Regions from separate parts of the Mus musculus genome. Here all the other regions are linked to region 2. Evidence: chromatin contacts called from public Hi-C data. All regions are on one chromosome and are shown on one strand. Each heading gives the region's core, a stretch centred on a gene start, on an enhancer-like site or on the middle of the called end of the contact. The rest is flanking DNA. Distances are from core to core; before and after follow the strand shown. Region 1 overlaps Adamtsl1 (ADAMTS-like 1). Region 2 holds the start of Adamtsl1 (ADAMTS-like 1). Region 3 overlaps Adamtsl1 (ADAMTS-like 1).

Region 1 (4,245 bases), core at 875-3,374, 240 kb after region 2:
TCTTCAAAGTTGATAGGAAAGGAGTTATTATCATAGAGAAGGAAACTCTTTTGTGCACATTTAACAATAAGCAATTTGAGTCTCAGAGGCTGTATCCTCTTCCCCAGTGTGCCATCAGTGAGTGTGGTTGGCTCCGAGAAGATTTTAAAAAGAAGCCAAGAGCCATTGTGGGGAAAGAAATTAGTCTCTGTTACCAGTTTATTAAAAAACAAAACTTTCTGGGCATTCTGATTATCTAAGTAGCTCATGAAGAGACCTATCCTTTAAAACTCAAGGGAATATCAAGGAAGAGAAGGTAAAAAGATGGGAAGAGCCAGAGGGTCAAAATGGCTACTATGAGATAGTGTCTTTGACGATTTGATGCATATCAGGGATGCTGCCATCATGAACTCTCAACAGTATAGTTGCCTGCACATGACCCGCACAGTGACCATACCAAACAACATGCCACTGTGTATGGGAGAAAAGTTTGTAAGGCTTTACCTCTGGGTGAGAAACTACAGGCAACCAATAGAAGTTGACGGGGAGAGAATCCGTTTTCTCTAGGGATGAACCCCCTAAGAGGTTTTTCAATCCTAAGTGGTCAATTCTAAACACATGTACATTCAAGCAACACTAAATAGGCTCAGTAGATTGTGTGTGTGTGTGGGGGGGTGTGTATGGGGGTGTGTGTATGCATATAAAACAATCTAACAATGTTATAGACGAGATCATGAATTCAAGATGAGGTGAAGGGACATGAGAAGAACTGGAGGGGGAAAGAAAGGTAAAATGATGTGATTACAGTGCATTCAGACTGTATTTGTTTCCTTAAAACAAAAGATTTTTTTAAAACTCCTCAAGCACAGCAGTAGTAATCAGGGCAGAAAGGTAACCTCCCCCCCCAACCCCACCCTTAACCAGCTTAGTCACTTTTTGCTCCCTTTCTTGCCCAGAGAGAGATATGCTGGTGGCTTGGTATATATGCATCAAGACTACCTTTCATAAATTTATATATGTTTGTGAACATACACAAATATACAAGGCTCTGATATTTGTAAACAAGATCTTACTGCATTTATTGCTCAGAAGGTTCAAGTTTTCACTCAGCCCCACTCATGAGCTATGAAGCTTTCCCATCCCCGAGACATTCAAAACGATGAGCAAGTAGATGTAGACCTGTGGTCCAAGCCTCTTGGGCCACTTCTCACTAACCTTTGAAGGGCTATGGACGTTTTTAGATCTTCATTCTCTTCTTTAAAATGGGGAAACATTTTATAATGCTGGGTATAGTGAGTCACGGCGACAACTTCAGTACTTAAGGGACTGAGGCAAGTGGATTGCCATGGAGTTGTGGTAAGCCTGGGCCAGCATAGTTCCAGGCCAGCATAGGCTACAGGGTGAGACTCTGTCAATAACAAAAACAATAATAAGATCTGTGCTGCGGTGTAGCTCAGTGTCAGGATGTTTGACCAGCATGTATAAGGCCTTGGGTTCAAATACTCTGTACCCCCAACACACACACACACACTCTGCTAGGTATAAAAACACAATTCTAAAGTTCCAGAACTCAGATATCAAATTAAGAGGATTATGAATACCAGGCCTGCCTAAAATACCTGAGCACCCAAGTCTGCCTCAAAAATTAAAAATTAAAAAAAAAAAAAAAACAAAATCACAATCATCACCCAGAGAAATACGTGGTCATCTTTTAGTTTAGCTGAGAAACAATAGTCATAATTTCCATGAAAGCATGATTTTTTAAATTCAAGACTTAAATTCGATTAGATTTGAGCTAAGTCTTAATAAATAAGTTACTATCTCCCTGGTTTATAATAGCAGTGACATGAGCAGCCAAAGAAAACCAGAAAGCACTACTTTTTTTTTTTTTAAATGTATGACTGTTATTAATTATAAGCATTTGATAGCTCCACCAGTGTGTGTTGAAAAGATTTGGTAAATGTATGTGGAGGAGGGGAACGGAGTTAGAAATGAAAGCCAGATGGCTGAAAATGAAGGAAATTCCAGGCAATTTCTGCAGCTTTGTTCTAACATACTTCTTAAACTAAACTTTTATTTCTGTGCAACAGAGAACAGCTGAGTGGTGCCGGGGAGATAAACAGTGGAGGGGGGAGCTCCTAATTCCAGGAATGGTATTCAGTCTCTTCCCTCTCCCTCTCCCCACCCTCTGCACTAGCCCTAATCTCTGCTCAGTCCTAGGACCTTTCTGAGAACCAACAAGAATCAAAGAAGCTGAGAATCCTTATTTAAAGGGACTGTTAGGGTCAAAGAGTCCTCTCTTTAAAAGCAGACCAGAACACCCACTTTATTGTGCACTAACAAGACCCATGCACACTGACAGCACGTGATTTCCAATTTCAACTTTTCTTTTATATTCCCTTAAAAATGGCCAGAGCGAAAGGTGTCGCCTTTTAAGACAGCCGTGTTTTCATTGAGTCAATGGAGCTTTCAAAGCATGGCAGGCACCCTGGTCCTGTTTTAAAGGCTGTTATTTCACCGTGCTCTCTGAAGACTGGTTTACCTTCTGCTGCTTCCCTAAAGCTCCCATATGCTGACATGCTGCTTCTCAGCTCTGTCCACACTAACTTTTAAATTCAAAAAGAGAAAGCACACCAAAGCTCACCATCATCCACAGGCATTAAGTCCAGATTTGGAGGACATGTTCAGATGCCCTTAGAGTAATAAACTCTTACTAACAGGCAGTCATCTTAATGTCTAGCAGGCTTTTGGTACCAGTCCTCAGAACACAACACCCCATCTTGAAGATGTCACCTGTTAAGGGACAACCTCAAAACAGCAATTGTTCCAAGGGAGCTTGAGGCCTCAGGGCTGATTCTTCCTGGAGGAGCTAGAGCCCACGCTGTATGATGAAGCATAAAAGCAGGATTTATCCAGGCAAAGGAAAGAGAACATTTTTTCACACAAAGGAAAGGACAAGAAGTAGGTGCCATAAAGAACAGGCAGAGGCCACACCCATGGAGGCCTCCGGTCCTAAAGCTGCTTAGACTGTATTTCCTACAGTAAGTGGAGCTCAACAAAGAAGCTTAAACAAGGTCATAAAAGGGCCAGTCTTTCTTGGATAGAGATGACCCGTGCTGACCACCCAAGCCAATAAAAACAGTGATGGTTAGCTTTTATTACCTACCACCTATGTATTGTATCGCAATTGTTTCTCATGTAGAATCAGAAATGGTATCGTCTGTGTAATATTTTCATTGACAAAATGCAATGCAAATGTCGGCATTTTGTTTGCCCCCCTCCAGTAACCCAGTATGTGCTGACTGAGCCTGTCAACTTGTCAGGATAATGGTGCTACAGGTAAGGGGATCAAAAAGGAAGTCATGATCAAGCTAGCTAGTGTTACTTGATCACTGAGGCCCTCCCCATACTACCATCCTGAGATCCTTTGAAGATAAGGATTATATTTCCTATAAAATAAAAGGTTTGCAAATAAGAAAGAAAATATGCATAGGTTCTATTAGGAAAAACAAACCTGGAACCAAATTTAACACAGAGAAACATCTCTGCACAAAACAGAAACTGGCTTCCATGATAAAGAACCCTAGGGAGACTGCGATTTCACTTTTCATATGAAGCACTTAGGCCTGGCATTCAGAACTTGAGGTCAGCTATAGACTGAAATGGTAAATGTTTTCACCATACCTTGATTACATTTGTCTGTGTGCAAAGACTATAAAACACCCCGCATCCCTCTACTTAGAAGTTTATGATGCCCTTAAAGATAATCAGAATTTCTCTTTGTTCAGTCTCCATTAACTAAGTATTTATTGACTGTTTCCTGTGCCAGGCATTGTGCTGTGGTTATAGTCATGGACAAAACTTGCTTTGTTCTCTGAAGCTGGGAATGCCAGTTCTTAGAGATGATCAAGGCCTGACTATCTGTTCGTTTGTTTGAGTTTTTGTTTTGTTTTGCTTTGGTGCTTGGATTCTATCTGGGGCCTCGATCATACCATCATGCTTGGTCCAACTGAGTTAGCCTCAGATGCACATATTTGAAATCCTGATGTCATGATGAAACATTGGGGATTTTATAGTTCAGAAATCTTACTCCTTACAAAGCAGTTAACAGAACTGAAGCAGCACCTTCAAAGGGAAAACATTTTTTTTTTTTTGGCTTTCCCTACCATCAACTTAGAAAGTCCTGGAGTTAATGGCACTCAAAGATTTGTCCAAGGCTTTTGGACAATATTTGAAACTGTAACAATATTGAAACTTAAGGAACCC
Region 2 (4,085 bases), core at 98-2,597:
GCCTTCTCTGGGTATTTCTGGGCTGACAGATCTGCAAGGAAACTCTTCTCCTGTGGAAATGGGGCTTTGCTCACTGCTTTATTCTTTATCCGAAATGGTGTTCCTGGACTGATAAGGAGGAAAGACAACCTTATTGGATACTTAACACTTGTTTAATATATTAATAAAAACCCTCCTGGCCCGTTCAGGCTTTGCTTGATTTGAGTGAAACAGGCTCCCAATCTTCGGGCCTTTTCCCGTAGCCATGCGGACACTCTGGAGCCCATTAGTACTTCCTACAGCTGGATTGCACCTCAGAGGTCAACCTGCCTGGCCCTATTTCCACTGCGAAGAGGAAAGAGGTGGTACCCCACTCAAAATTTTGTTGTTTTGTCATAGCAGCTCTGAGAAAGCCTGAGTCAGGTGTCCGATGAAGAATGTTTGGGGTTAAGTGAGGGTTAAATCAGCCTTTCTTTCCTGTCATGGGTTAAATCAGATAATTAAAAGCTGTCAAGGTGTCAAAACCCAGCACTTGTTTCACAACAAATTTCAACATCCTCATCCTGGAGTCTTTGTCAAGGGCTTCTTTTAAACTAGGGGCTCTAAATGAGTCTTATTGTACCTTTAAACTTGTAAGTATTGGATGTTTCAAATTGTCAATCCACAAAGAAAGGTTTTGCCAGCCCTTTATTTTTAAACCAAGACCCCAATACAGAAAATAACTAAAGCCGTTGTTAGGTTTAGTTAGGACCTTTCCAAACCATCTATAGTATTCTTTTCCAAACTCAAAGGGGAAAATAAAAAGGCACTTTATAGAAGAGGAAGAGAACGCTAGCACCGAATACACTTAAAGGGCACATTCAGTCCCGACTAGGGCTTGGTCCCTTTATAGCATATGTTCTATATTGACGGGGATTAAGTTTCTCTCCTGAATGGAACAATACACCGTCACAGGGAGCTACTGTACTTTCCAGAGCAACAGACACCAGCCTAGGCAAATGGCAAACAGAATCGCGTCTCACAGAGCACTAACCAGGTTTGTTCAGAGCGCAGCCCTGCTTCCTCTTTGAGCTTTGCGCTTCTGCCAGTGCACATCTATCTCTCCTCTTCTCGGGCTCAGCTCCTTGCTCCCCTGCCTTTCAGTCCCTTTCTCTCTTTTCTGCTCACACTGTTCACTTTCTCTGCGCACCCCCCCCCCAACCGCTTTGTTATTCAGCATGTCTGATTAGCAGGAGTCTGATTGGCTGGCTGCCTGCTCTAGAGAGATTCCATTCAGCTTACCCCCCACCCATCCACCCACCCACCCTCGCTCAGGAAATGTGAGCGGGGCTGATGGAAGCTGATAGGCAGGGCTGGAGTGTGAGCCCCAGCACTGGATGTGACAGCAGCGGGCAGAGGAGCACTTAGCAGCTTATTCAGTGTCCGATTCGGATTCCGGCAAAGATCCAAGTATGGAATGCTGCCGTCGGGCAGCTCCTGGCACACCGCTGCTCGTTCTGGCTTTCCTACTCCTGGTAAATGCCTTTTCATTTCAATACGTTACTATTGCCACTTGGTCTGGGTGCTGCTGGAGGGTGTGTGTGTGTGTGTGTGTGTGTGTGTGTGTGTGTACTTCTGTCTGTCTGTGTATGATCTTCCAACTCCAGGTAAAAGAATTTTCATGGCTTACAAAGTACACCTCAACTCTTTGAGAACTTTAACCCCAACTTTCCCAGCAAAATCAAATATAAAAGACTTTTTAGAGTTAGTGAATGATACTGATATTGAGACTTGAAATTCAGGGTATTCTTCTGCAGATATTATGTGCTGAAAACTATATAAATAACTGTGTTAGCATGGGATCCTGAGGACAGATGTCCTGAGATCAAACTCACTATGGTGATTTTGGGGTTTCTGAAGGCTAGGCGGTGAGGAGCTTGCTTGGTTCTTGTTTCCCCAGTGCCTGTGTGAATTATTTTCCTCCATACATAAAGACTCTTGAACCAGGTGAAAAAGGAAGGAACGAGAGCCCTGTTTACAATCAAACCAGAGTATAACCCATAATTACTATACACATTTATGGATTCAAGTTAATGCTAATGTTTATGAATTGAAGATTAAAGTCTTTGATCTCAGATCTACTTCTGAAGGCAAATAGAGATCCCTGGACTCCTTGTCCTGCTGATTTCCAGCCCCAGCGATAAGGCTCTTCTCTTGAACATCAGCACACATTGCATTTTTGACTCGAAGTAAATGTTCCATTGTGACTCATACTTGGTTTTATGGGCAGAAAATGAACATATACTGTCCAAAAAATCTACACTCAAAATATTAATAGCAATGCACATTTCTTTTAAACCAGAGTGTTCTGGGCAAGCAGTTTAGTAAACCTCATCTGAAAGTTTGATTCCAAAATGTGCACACTCTGATTGCAAAGAAACGTGACTCTAGCTCTTCCTGTCACAATTATGACACACCAGAACTACTTCAGAAGGAAGAGAAAGAGAAGACGAAGGTAAAAGTGTAACCGTTGTATAAGACACATTGTTTTGTTGATGGGGAAAGGTTAGTTTGTTCTGCTTTGATTCTGACAAATTGGATGGACATTGGAATTTTGATGAAGAGAAGGGAACCATTTGTTACAAATTGGAAAACTCCGGGAGGATCAGTGGGGTATAGTGACCAGACACCAAGGAGCTATTTCTTACAATGTCATATTGTAATCAGCTGCATCACTGTCACTTTAAATGGGGACCACTACTTTGCAATTAGAAATAGTTTCAGCTTGCATGAACATTTAAACAGCAAGTAAAGGGTTAGGAAGAGTAGAGTAGATGTTGGTTTCACACAGGACTGAAATGAACGGTGTGTGAGGTGCCCTTTACGGCTGTGGAGCAAGCAGTTCGAGAGAGCTGTCTCATTTTTTCCATATGGGATCTGTGACTTGCATAGATCATTAATTCGTCTCATCTTTCCTTCTTTGTGATTGTTTTTAAAGTGTATGTTATTCTCCATTAAATGGCATCATAAAGCAAATTACTAGTTCACATTACTAGCCATGTTTCTCTCATGTGGAAATATGATTAAACAACACTCTCATTCAGCAGCCAATTGATTTCTATTCATTTGGTAAATGCATTACACTCCCTTTTCATATCTTGAATATTCATATAGGTAACTGAGCAATTAAGTAGACTCACCTTGAAAAAAGTGTCAATTTCAAAAGGATTTAATATATGTCTGAATTACAATGCTTATATGATGGAATTAGAATGAAATCTCACACCCAGGTTTGTTTTATGCATATGTTTAAGTGATTACAAGTTTGAAGGCTATGCTAGAAAGAAAAGAACTATAATGGCTGTCATACGGAGTGTGTCTGGAAGTGTCAAACACTAGATTAGTTGCTTGTAAAGCATTCTAGTGGCTCCTCACAATAGCCGTGTGAATCAGATCATTTTAAGCCCATTTACAAATGAGAAATATGTGCTTTGTTTATGTGTACTTTATACTGTGGATAGCAAGTGCTCAAGAATTAAGGACATATTCTTAATTGGAGATGTATAAGTTTTATAGATCATTAAGGCCTTTAAAGATGTGTGTAGTATGACAGGCACTCATTGTGCTTTGTCATTAAATGCTTGTTTAGCTTTGCAGCCAAAATGAATTGCTGGTTTAAGAAAAAGCGAACTTTAGCCTGACCTGTAGTTGACTTAGAACCAGAAGTGTGACATCATCAGCTCAACTTTCAGTCTTGATCCAGAAACTGAATTTGAGGATTTGTTATTTCTACCGTTCTTTCACCTACTACAAGAGTCTTGTCTAGTATTAGAATTAAGGGCGCGTATCCTGTATGGTAGCAAGCTCAGTTGTTGCCTGATCAAAATAGCCTTCATCTCATTGACAGCTAAATAATCTGTTTCTGAAGTTGGTTCTTCAATTATACAAATAAGGAATGTTTGGAGCCTTAATTGTTGTCAACAGCTCTTTCCTCCTAGAACAATCTTCCTGGGAGAACGAGGCTTCTGCGATATTTGTGTCAATTGAGCTTACTGTCCATTCTTTATTGTACAGTAACCATGCCACCAAAGACATTTGTGCTCAATGGACAGATCCAGAGATCTCAT
Region 3 (3,867 bases), core at 851-3,350, 130 kb after region 2:
CCTGCCTCTATTGTTTTAAAGCATTGCTGCCATTCTGTAATTCACAGCTCACATCTCACCTCCTCCATCACCCCTTTTCAGGCTGATGAGATATCAGCCCCATCTGTATCCCAAACACAGCACATAAGACCCTTTCATTCTGCTACTCAAGTCTATAAGACGCAAGAGATTCTCAGTTGTTTATACTGATAAAAGAATGAGTTCCTAGAGATAATCTGTCATCATGCCTGCATAGCTTGTGGAGACTTTCTACCCTCATAGAAAGGTACTGGACCCATGAAGATAAATCTGCAGGATACAGAGAAGTGATAGGTTTGAAGGGCCATGCCCAGGCCCAGTTTATTCGTGATGGTGAATTTTCTATGAATGTTTGATTTGTAATCTTTCAGTAGTCTCAATTTTCTTATTAGTCTTGGAGCTGTGTGTATCTTCTAGGAGGGCAAACTAAATCACATAAATAGTGAATAATAATCTTGTCCATGAAATGAGAGCTCAGTTATTTTTTCACACCTATATTTGAGATTATTTTTATTTTTTAAGTTAGCATTCAGAGTAATAAGTATCACCATGGTATTACTAAACATATGTATCATTATACTTTGTTCTTTTTTGCAAGTTTTAAAATTTTTATTGATTTCTTTTTTTAATTGTGTTTGAATTTTTTAAGATATGAGTATTGTGTATAGTTGAGTCTTCCAAGTTTTGGGCTCTTGAAGAATATCACAGAGCAGTTTTTAAGACACTTTAGTATTCTTTCCTTTGTGTCTTCTCCTCCTTCAGCTAATTTGCTGCTATTGTTTTTGTTATAATTAATAGCCATTGTAGCTGGTCTCATCCTTAAACTTTAAGAGCTTTGCGTTCTTGCATGGAGTCTTCATCTTTTAGAGGAGTGATTGCTATACTTTGCAGATAGATAGGCCAAGGAACAGACAGATGAGGTGACATGGACAGAGCCACATAGCTGATAAATAACAAGACTTGAATTTCCATTTATATCTTCTAATTCCAAAGTATACCATGCTCTGAGATCTCTTGATACTATACTGGACTATAGACATCATATAGTTGAATATTGATCTGGCTCTGCAAAAGAATGGCAAAGGCAAACATACAAGCTTCTCTTTCCATGAACACATAAAGAAGCCACAAGACTGAGCAGGGCAGAATAAGGACATCATTACAGAGTTGCACCAAAACCAAACAGTATCACATGTTTACTTGTACGAGTGCATCTAATTACACTGTTCCATCTGTGTGTTCCTTGTGTTGATTATTTGTGTGTGTGTGTGTGTAAATTTGTCTCCTTTTTCCATTGTTGTAAAACAGATGTAACATACAATTTACCAATTTACCCTCTTTTAAGTATGTTGGTCCCGTGATAGTGAGCTCATTAACACTGTGATATACCCATTACTATCACCCACCTCTAAAACTTGCTCATCCCCCAAATGAAGTGCCACACCTATTAATGAATAACTCCGCACTCTCCCCTCACTTGAGCTCCTGGTAGCTGCCAATCTAGTGCCCATGTCTATTTATTTTAGTGCTCATATGAGTGAAATCATACAAAGTTAATTTTCTGCCCAATGTGAGGGGTTTTTCCCCCCAACTTAGGAAGTCTAAAATGCCGAAAGTTTATCCATGTGATCAGAAATTATTATTTAGACAATTTAGCTTAAATTAGAAATCTCATTCTTTTTATGGTAATATTTGAGATAGATGAAATTTTGTTTACCCTCTCACCTGGATGGACATTTTCTGCTTCCAGCAGTAGTGGATAACGCTGTTATTAGACATGCAAGTACCTATTCATGCCTGTGGTTTCAGTTATTTCAAGTCTATACAGAGAAGTCAATTGGTGTATCACATGGTAATTCTATGTTTAAAATCCCAAGGGACTTGCATGTTGGGGCAGGGCAGGGGGTGGGGTGTGTGTGTGTGTGTGGTTTCCCAGTGCTACACCATTTTAAGTTTCAGGCACTTCACCTCCTAGTCCTATACCCACAATTCCCCCAGAGTTGGACTGATAACACCCTTGAAAGCACAGCTGTGACCTTTAAGCCTCTCACCCTCCCACAGAGAGTACAATGCCACTCCCAGTTTGCAGAGCAGAGGCTTGCTCTTTGTGATGGAGATCATGATGCCAGCACTTCTGGGAATTCCCCTCCCCAGGACTCTTCCCCTCCTTTTTGCCCCTCTGCTGTTCCCAAACTCAGAAAATAGCCATGAAAACAGTGACATGCATGTCTGCATGGGAAAAAACAAAAAGAAAAACAAAAGTGTAGCTGTGCCTCTTTGCATTCTAATGAGACGGTTCAGAGAATGGCAGCTTCCTCACCCATCACATGTTGATTTATGATTACAAGCACAAGTTGGGCCAGCTGAAGCCACATCTGCAATTTAAATGACTGCTTACAAAATGGAGCTCTTAATATCTAGTTAGACTCCATGGCTGGCACAGTAATCAAGAAAGCTGTTAGTTATAACACAGTTTCTAACCAGGCATTAAACTGTAATCCAAACAGGAATGCAAGCTTGGTCTGGTTTGTTTGAAGGTAACAATATGTTTGTAGAAACCAGTGGATTTTGCATTTTACTTTGAAAAACATAGAATAGAAATGACATCGGATGCTTTTGATTCTGCCATTTGGGTATTAGCTTGTTTTATTTTGAATTTTGCTTTTACTCTGGATCAGAAATCAGAGCTGCATGTAGACATGGCTGGAGAGGAACATACTGATGCTAGTAACAGTTCTGAACCTTGGGGCAGATGGGTAGTGTACAGACGGCTTGCATAACTCTCCCGCATCCTCTTACTCTGGAAGATAAGAGGGACAGTTTTTCTCCTTTTGTGCAATGTAGTAACTTTCCCAAGTGGAACATTCCCATGATGGCAGCATGCTCTATTCTCATGCTCCAAAGTTTGTATGTTATAGTCGACCTAGGCAAAGCTGAGGTAATGATTCGATGTGGCACTTGGTCTGCTTGCCCACAAGCTATAAGACCTGACCCCTGGAAACGAGAGGTGGATGCTGGAGTCAGCATGCTTCCGAATTGACTTTTCCTCTTCTTCTGACACTGTGTGCTTCAAATTGGAAGTTCACACTGGGATGATAATCACTGGCTTTTGGCACGCTCTAATGAGAGAAGGTCTCTGTGGGGTTAGATAGTTCAGAAGTGTCTGGGCTGAGTTCAGTTGTTTTTTATTCTCTGGACCCTCATCTTCCTTTGTCATCATTAATTTCTCCTTTAGGATGTCCTCAGGTAATAACCTAGTCACTGCTGAAGCTAAACTATATCCAAGCATCAGAAACACATTTTTAAAAAAGATTTATTTATTTATTTTATGTATGTGAGTACATTGTAGTTATCTTCAGACACACCAGAAGAGGTTATCAGATCCCACTATTACAGATGGTTGTGAGCCACCATGTGGTTGCTATGAATTGAACTCAGGACCTCTGGAAGAGCAGTCAGTGCTCTAACTTGCTGAGCCATCTCTCTAGCCCCCAGAAACACAATTTTAGGAGAGGGGTGGTTCTCACACAGGAGAAAAGCCTTGGTGTGTGTGTGGGGGGGGGGGGAGTATTTTGTCTCCTAAATACTTTTCTTTGGTTACATCTTCTTGTCCCAAGAATGACTCTGAGTTGATGCTAAGAAACCAGGGCAGCATTAGTGAGAGGTTGCTGGTGGGCTAGGCTTTGAAACAGAGAGTCAGAAGAAGCCTTCCTCAGAAGCCTCTGCAATAAACAGTGTGTTCTCACTTGGGCCGCTGGTTAGTGCCAGCTCTTTGTACACATCCTCCAGTGTCTTGAGTGATGGAGAATGATAAGGAAGCATATATTAGAAGGTCAGAATCCCAACTGT

The links. A called contact is a pair of places that touch in the nucleus more often than the background predicts.
Region 1: a Hi-C map of uterus shows a contact between it and region 2, with 2.4 times the contacts expected there. The contact joins the enhancer-like site here to the promoter of Adamtsl1 in region 2. A contact is called at or near these places in 2 of 39 promoter capture datasets (cranial neural crest and liver), 5 of 484 Hi-C or Micro-C datasets (brain, cranial neural crest, embryonic fibroblasts and 2 more) and 3 of 115 datasets of contacts at active chromatin or transcription factors (astrocytes, embryonic stem cells and fibro-adipogenic progenitors).
Region 3: a contact with region 2 is called in a Hi-C map of embryonic stem cells, with 4 times the contacts expected there. The contact joins the enhancer-like site here to the promoter of Adamtsl1 in region 2. A contact is called at or near these places in 1 of 39 promoter capture datasets (embryonic stem cells), 12 of 484 Hi-C or Micro-C datasets (embryonic fibroblasts, embryonic stem cells, muscle stem cells and 2 more), 9 of 115 datasets of contacts at active chromatin or transcription factors (embryonic stem cells, fibro-adipogenic progenitors and neural progenitor cells) and 4 of 9 other capture datasets (adipose tissue, embryonic stem cells, liver and 1 more).

The regions. Positions count from the first base shown.
Region 1 is chr4:86,292,962-86,297,206 of GRCm38.p6, forward strand. All of the region lies in intron 15 of Adamtsl1 (ADAMTS-like 1), which reads left to right. Among named protein-coding and RNA genes, the nearest start is that of Gm33730, 150 kb to the right of the region's middle. Within about 2 kb of position 2,125, at least 31 of the 459 cell types and tissues checked have an H3K27ac peak or open chromatin away from gene starts, as enhancers often do. A contact at or near this core is called in uterus, where this site is marked.
Region 2 is chr4:86,052,628-86,056,712 of GRCm38.p6, forward strand. Adamtsl1 (ADAMTS-like 1) reads left to right here and starts at 1,348. Exons shown (of 29, transcript NM_001368621.1): 1 at 1,348-1,493. The coding sequence starts at 1,431.
Region 3 is chr4:86,181,736-86,185,602 of GRCm38.p6, forward strand. All of the region lies in intron 4 of Adamtsl1 (ADAMTS-like 1), which reads left to right. Among named protein-coding and RNA genes, the nearest start is that of Adamtsl1, 130 kb to the left of the region's middle. Within about 2 kb of position 2,101, at least 41 of the 459 cell types and tissues checked have an H3K27ac peak or open chromatin away from gene starts, as enhancers often do. A contact at or near this core is called in embryonic stem cells, neural progenitor cells and stem cell-derived neural progenitor cells, where this site is marked.